Regions from separate parts of the Gossypium hirsutum genome. Here region 1 is linked to region 2. A link is a contact called in public Hi-C data. All regions are on one chromosome and are shown on one strand. The core of a region is the stretch at or near the end of the contact, and the rest is flanking DNA. Distances in the headings are between cores, read along the strand shown. Region 1 holds the start of LOC107920744. Region 2 has its middle 10 kb from the start of LOC107920047.

Region 1 (3,903 bases), core at 366-2,865, 220 kb before region 2:
GGAAAAATGGAAGAGCAATTAATTCTAAGTTGGAAAAGGTAAGTATCCATGAATGCTCTTGTTATTTAAGGATTAAAATTGTAAACTTGGCGAAGTTTTGTCGTAAATTAGTAAAATAAAGTGTAAAACAATTTAATATGTGAATAAGTTAATTAATGTGTTATGAGATGATGAAACATGCATAAAGTATTGTAAAGGTGAAATTGTGGGAAAATATGGAATTTTTATGATGCCAATGACTAAATTTTCAAACTTGAGAAAATATGTGGATGAAATAATAAAAGTGACATATACAGAAATTGATATGTGAAACAAGATATTGAGATAAATTGTGTGATTAAAGTCTAAGAAGAAAGAAAATTGATTTAATATGATTAATTAGTGAATATTAAACTTTTATGACCAAAAAAAGACTAAATTGAAAAGTTATGAAAGTTTACAAGAAAATATTTGATAAGTGAAGAATGTAGTAAAGAATGCAAAAATACACGATTATTGTAATTCAAATTACAATTGTTCTTTAAGTTGTGGAAAGATAATGATTGAAAATGTGTAAAATTATAGTTAAATTGTGAAATATTATATTGATAAATAGAATGTTTAAGAAAGTGTGATGAAATAGTATATGTATGAAAAGTGAAATTGAGACTAAATTACAAAGAATAGTGAATTTCATGATAAAAAAGACTAAACTGAAATAAGTTTAAAGTATGCAAATTATGTTCTGAAAATGAGAAAATGAAATAGACTCTCATGTGGTTGCCCAAGTAGACAAGATATGAACTAATAGGATATAGATGACATGCCATTAAGGAAAAATTAACACACTCTTTATTCTAATTACGCATTTCGATGTTGTCATGTTCTGACATAGCACTCCGATGCTACTCTGTTCTGTTATTGCACTTCGGTGCATTACTGTATTGTTTTCCTATATCCTATGCCTTTTGTTAAGTCTATGTTGGGCCTCTGTTGAATAATAAAAGATAATGATAAAATAAAAAGTTATGGTAAACAAGTTCTGATGAAAAGTTCCTGTTACACAGTGAGATGACAAGTAAAAAATTATGATAACAATTTCTATTAAATCGTGAAGTGATAATATAGTGAATTAGACTAGTAAAAGTTCTATTCCTATCAATCCATGAAAAGATAAAAGTGGTGAATTATGGTAATAATGAACCCTATAAATACTGAATGATCTGTTCGTTGTTAAAATATAATCTATTGATTATTAAGATATATTCAAGATTTATAATAGTAATCTAATAACTAGGATTCTAGTGGTGTCAAAAAATACGATTTCAAGACTTCGTTTTCATAAATTGAATCCGTAAATATTAAATAGTAATATTTGTAGAGCTAGTGTATTGATGAATTTAAATTTGGATAACTAATTTACATGAAATTATAATTAATTCAGGCATAAAGACTAATTATAAATTCTAATCGTTATAGATTTTTAATTAGGAAATAGATTGAGAACTTAAATTGTTATTAACCAAAGGTTTAAAATGATAAATAAAGTATTTTGAAATAAGGGATTAGTGCGTTATTACGTGAAACCAACCTTTCTCCCACTAAATTATGATTGAAGGACCAAAAAGTTGACCGGAAATGACGTGTCTCAATATCCACCTTAGTTAAAGTTGACCCTTCTGACTTATCTATAAAACCCTTTTTCCATGCATTATCTCCCCCTCCTTCCGCCATGGCAACGCCACCACCACCACTCTTAAAGATCGACCTTTGGGCCATCCGTTCTGGGTACAGCCGGATAATCAAAGCCCACTCCCGCCACTTCCTAGCTCTCTCACTCCTCTTCCTCCTCCCTTTCTCTTTCTTCTTATCCATCTACCCCTTCATCGCCATTGAATCCTACCTCAGCTTCCTTCAGCAAGATCCCTCCATCTTCCCCACTAAAATCTTTATCCTAAATGTCCTTTACACCATCCCCATCTCTATCTTCTCCCTGTTGGCCACCGGTTCCATCACTTATAGCATTTTCCACGGCTTTTACGGTCGACCCATCAAGCTTTTATCCGCTATTAAGGCGGCTTTCACTTCCTTCTTCCCTCTCTTCTCGACTTGCCTTGTAACCCAGCTTATCGTTTCTGGGATCAGTTTGATCCTTGGTTTAGCCTTTTCTGCAGTAGTCATTTTAGGCTTCCAAGTTCATTACCCTTCACCTTATTTTATTTTCCTTTGCCTTGTTTACGTGATTATTCTCTTGTTTATTGTGGTTCATTTACAAGTGAATTGGATATTTGCTTACGTAGTCGTCGTCGTTGAATCAAGCTGGGGGTTTGAACCATTAAAGCGAAGTCGAAATTTAGTTAAAGGAATGAAAGGGGTTGCTTTGAAGATTATACTGCTTTTCGGCTTCGTAATTTCCATTAATACCTGGCGCTCAGTTATGACATACAGGAATTCAGCTGCTGATAAATGGACAAGTTGGTTATTTGTTTTGAATATGGACGTCACTTCCACCTTCTCTATGATGTTAATGTTTTGTAATTTAGCTGCAAATACAGTTTCCTATATATATGCCACGGCTCTACATGGAGAGCTTGCTGAAGATGAGGAATTTGCAGTTAAGTGTTCAAGTTTGGCTGTGGATGATGCGAAAGTTCCTCGCGTTGTTTCAATGGTTTAATGCTTGATGAAAACAGGTAATTCGAGTTCCATTTATGTTCTGTTTTTTGTTTTTGTTTTTTTTTTTTAAGTCTTGCTTTGCATAGATAACATGCTTTCACCGGTGGTGGAAAAACTAACACGTAAGCGATTGAGAAGTAGATAGGAAAAGAAAAAATCAAAACAGAGAAAAATTAGGAGAGAAGGAGAATGAAGAGTTATAATTACATTAATGTGTAATTAAGAGGTTCTTTGACTTTTTATGCTTTTAAAATAAGGAAAACGTAAGCGAAGCAGGAGGCAGTTTACCTAGCTTTTACATCAATGAAGGTAACTTGGGCACAACTCACTTTTGGTTAGTTTTGTTAAACTTTGGTTTCTGGTGACCCCTATCCTCATATTTTTCCTCCCAAAATTTTCATCTCAATAAATTCAAATCCAATTAAAAACGCTAAAAATCAAAAGTAAAAAATTAATTTGTCATTCTCCTATTAGAAAAGAATAATGATAACGTAGAATCACAATTTCATATAACCCCTTCTCCTCCTGCCAAGTTTTAAATGTGGTAGGTCACAACCAACCCATCAATTAGTTTCTTTTTTTTTTTTTGTAATTAAAGTGATGCTGATAGGCTTTGACATAGTATCCATAAAAAAATATTTTTTCATATTTTTTCAATTTATTTTAATTGATACAAAATTTTAAAAATAAATTTACCAGTGCTGTCTGGCACACCAGAGACATCAATTAAAAAATATTTTTTGTTTTTTTTGCACTATGAATACTCATATTTTCACGAGTATTTCAAATACATATGAGTGTCGTTTGCCATAATGCAACAACAATTTTTTTTCCAAATATGATGATTGAGAGGAAAAATGGGTGGTGCTGCTTAACACTTAATCAGCACCAACAGTAGTCGTAGCAAACACGTCATTTTTGTATATAATTTTTCCTCCAAGTTATTTTCATAATTAATTAATTTTTTAGGGTTATTTAAAAAAGTTGAAAAAGTTAGTATATGATTCTATGTGAAATTAAATGTCAATGAACTAAAATGAATAAATGAAATAATACATTATATGGTTATGGTATGATGAGGGGTCGAGGAACAGTTGGGAATAGGGTTGGTGAATGAGGGTTACGGCAGGTGAAAGGGATACAGGAGTTCTATTTACGATATGTTCATGCTTATGTTCTTCAGAACATGGTGTATAGGTTGGATATTGGAGTTTTGTTATCAAAGTTTCGTTAAAGGGCCAAGAATCT
Region 2 (3,905 bases), core at 208-2,707:
TACGTTTTTATGGTAATGCTCTGTAACCCTATCCTGACGATGGATACAGGTTAGGGGTGTTACATTCTGTCCACATTTCCAATTCTCACAAACAAAATTTCTGAAAGATGAATGTTGCACCCAATAAGCCAAAAAGTGAAAATGGCTAATTGGTCTATTAACAATAGAAGAATCCTTTGATAGCAAAAGCTACTTGTGATCTAATTTCAAATGTCAGAGGTGAAAAAATAAAATATCCGGTAACATTCAAAACCAATCAAAGTTACCAATAGCCCTATCCAGTCTCTCAAATGTAGTCCCCCTTCTCCAAGTAAATTGGGGCCCCTTAAGTCCAAGATTTTTAAGACCATTCACCATGATAAAATCTTGAAACAGTTTACACCCAGAGGACACCGATCGACCCCCTCTTTTCTCATCCGGTGATAGGTAAGCATTAAAGTCACCCACCAATAACCAAGGCCCATTAACAAAGCGAGTAATTAAATTCAACCAGTTCCATAAATCCCTACGCTTTTGCTTGTCCAGAATACCATAAACGAAAGTCACAAAAACACCTTGAACCTCCATTTCCTTCTTAATGTAACTGTGAATAAGTTGGGGATTATTATTCAATACCTGAATCTAAATTCCACTCTTCCAATAGATTCAAACTCCCCCAGAAAAAGTCCCGAGCTTCTACTCTATGAGAGAAGTCAAAACCAAGCTTAGAAATAATTTTGTCCGCCTTAGGACCACTAACCTGAGTTTTAAGGAAAATTACTATCTCAACTTTATGCTCCACAAAATAATCATTAACCACCTTGATGAATTTAGGACTTGGACAACCTTGGCAGTTCCAAACAAAAAGAATAGGCAATTACATAAATGGCAAGAAAAGAAACTTCACCTCACAAGGTGTCTATATACCATCTATTACTAGCTTACTACCATCCTCCGCCTCAAAAATGGAATTGGTAACCACTCTTTCAATATCGTCAACAATACGACTCATTGCCTCCGAAATAAGCAATCGCTCAAACCCTCGGCTCTTAAAATTGCTGCTCTTACCCCTTAAAGATATAGAAAATTTTTTACCACGTTTGGGTCCCCCTCTATATGAAGGGACATTCCAGAATCGCTCCCCAGTGCCACCTCCAGCTTTTTATTAGTCCTCCATCCGTCTTCCAGTAGGTTAGGGTATTGATTTTTGACAAAAATCACAGTCGAATGTTTATCCATATTAAGCATAGTTTTCAAGGCCCTCTCTACCAGTAAATTAGAACCCCCACTCGTTGTCGGTGAAATGTGCTGTGCAATAGACGTTTCCTGCAAAAAAAAAATCTTTAGCTTCAAATTGGTTAAATGACCCCAGTTTATCCATAGGAATCGGGTCCTTCCTGATATGACCCATTCCATCCACAAATTCTGAAGCACCTATGGGCCCACCAGCTGCATTTGAAGTATTACCAATGACCAGGCTTCTCATGTTAACAGACTCAAATTCTTTAACCATGTCATACGGCCCAAAGTCTTTGCCATTCCCACGGTCCAAAATGGAATTATCAACACCCAAAGGGTTGTCATAAATGACCAATCTTTTCCCTTTGATTTAGCATTAAATTCAAGCAGGATATTCTGCACAGCATGTATCTCATTTAGGGGTGAGCGTTCGATCGAATCGAATCGAATAAAAAAATTTCGAGTTAATCAAGTTGACGAATCATATTTTATCATCCTAATTTGATTTGAAATTTTTTCGAATCGAGTCGAGTGAGATGGAATTCGAATCGAATCGAATATATTTGTTCGAGTTAAATTTTAAAAAATAAATTTGGGTCCTTTTAACCACCGTCACCCATCGTAATAAAATTTGTCCACCTTAATCAATTTTTTTATTAACTTTCATCACCTCATAATTTATTTATTAATTTTTTATATACTGGTTAGCTTCTTTGCTTGCTTAGTTGTTTCAATTATCTTCAGATTCTTGTCACTATGTATTTTGGAATTAAAAAATATATTAAATATAAAAATATGATTTTTTAATAAAAGTTATTTTAAAAATAAAATGTGAAATTGATACCAATATAAAATTTTAACACGAATATTTTATAGCATAATTAATAATTCAATTTTAATATAAATATTCAATATGAGTAAACAATTCAATAATATAAATAATAGAAAATGTGAAATTTAATTTAATAATATAAATAGTAGATATAAATAAAATTATTACTATTTATGTTTAGTGATTTTTTTTTGGATAATTTTGATTTTTTATTTGAGAGTAAAGGGTGAGAAGTAAAAGTTTAGGGGGAAAATAAAAAGTTTTGGGAATAAAAGTTTGAGGGAAAGTAAATAGTGGGGAGTAAAATTTTGGAGGGAAAATATTAAAAAAAATTGGAGGGGGGAGGGTTTGGGGTAGATGGGAGGTGGGATGGGAAGGGAATAAAAGTTTTAGAGGAAAAGTGGGAGGGAGTAAAAATTTTGGGAGAAAATAAAAGGTTTTGAGGGTTTTTATGAGTAAAATTTTGAGAAAAAGTAAATGGGAGAGTAAAATTTCGGTGGGAAATGAATTTTGGGTAGATTGTGGGGTTGGGAGGGTAGGGGAGTAAAAGTTTTGGGGGAAAAGTGGGAATGAGTAAAAGTTTTGAGGGAAAAGTAAAAAGGTTTGGGAGTTTGGGGTAAAAATGTAAAATATTATAGTTTGATATTTGAATTATTCGAATTATTCGAGTTATTCGAATTCGAAAACTCAACTCGATTCGAACTCGAAATTTGAAAAAAAAAATCGAGTTGATTCGAATAACTTGGTTAACTCGAATAACTCGATTCGTTTAACTCGAAATTTAAATTTTTTTTCGATTTTTTCGAGTCGAATCAAGTTTTGCTCACCCATAATCTCATTGTCCTTTAAATTAAGTAGAGCATTAAATCGAGATCCCTTAAGGTTTGCACTTTCCTTAACAACCTTGCCAGAGCCCTTACATCGATCAGGCCTCCTTGACCACTGGTCAACTAACATCCAATGCCCAAATTCGTCAGCTCCTTCATGATTAACCATAGAACCATTGGATCGTGTTTCCAAGTTCAAATCAACATTTTCACCTCCTAGTTTTTCCTGAACATACAAAGTCAGGCATGACTCTTTCATATGTCCATAATGGCCACACGCAAAGCATACATTAGGAAGAGATTCATACTCTACCCTCTGCACCCGACCATCCACTTTAATTCTAGAACTAATGGTTTATTCAGGTTAACCATAACTGCCAAGCGAACAAACCTACCCAGCAGGGCATTCCCTGTGTTATCATCCGACTTGATGACTCTACCCACAATCTCCCCAATAGATTTGATAAGAGTTTTTCAATACATAAACCCTGGAACACCTGGGAATCGAATCCAAATGACAACATTCGGCGGGAACGGTTGGCTCATGGAAAAGTATTCAGTCCAAGGTTGCACAGTAAGATAATGCCCAAATACTATCCACGGTTCTTCAGTAAGCGCCTGAACATAATCATCTTCCTCTTGTAGTTTGACCAAAAAATAATCATTTTTTAGATCCATAATCGTTATAGGAGTTGAAGGTTTCCACAAATTATAGATCTTATTTGAGAGTGTATGATAGCCAATTTTCTTTCTCAAAAGTTTCACGATAACTGTCCTAACATTCTCCTATACAAAATCTGATGAACACTATTAGAAAATCTAATCGACGAAATGTAATCCTCTGTTCCAACAGTCACATCACCCTCAAGCAACTGAACATCATCCACATCTATTTCTAGTACATCTTTCCCCAACGATTTCTTGGACCCTATTAGCATGTCCTTGAAGGAAATATTTTATATCTTAGTTATATTTCTTTTATATTATATTATATGTTATATTGATTCTATTAGTATATTATATATTAA

Evidence for each region. A called contact is a pair of places that touch in the nucleus more often than the background predicts.
Region 1: a contact with region 2 is called in a Hi-C map of leaf, with 1.7 times the contacts expected there. The contact joins the promoter of LOC107920744 here to the enhancer-like site in region 2. A contact is called at or near these places in 2 of 34 Hi-C or Micro-C datasets (both in leaf).

The regions. Positions count from the first base shown.
Region 1 is chrD13:15,267,618-15,271,520 of Gossypium_hirsutum_v2.1, reverse strand. LOC107920744 reads left to right here and starts at 1,615. Exons shown (of 2, transcript XM_016850589.2): 1 at 1,615-2,672. The coding sequence starts at 1,712. The coding sequence ends at 2,656.
Region 2 is chrD13:15,042,508-15,046,412 of Gossypium_hirsutum_v2.1, reverse strand. No RefSeq gene overlaps it. Among protein-coding and RNA genes, the nearest start is that of LOC107920047, 10 kb to the right of the region's middle. Within about 2 kb of position 1,457, at least 8 of the 9 cell types and tissues checked have an H3K27ac peak or open chromatin away from gene starts, as enhancers often do. A contact at or near this core is called in leaf, where this site is marked.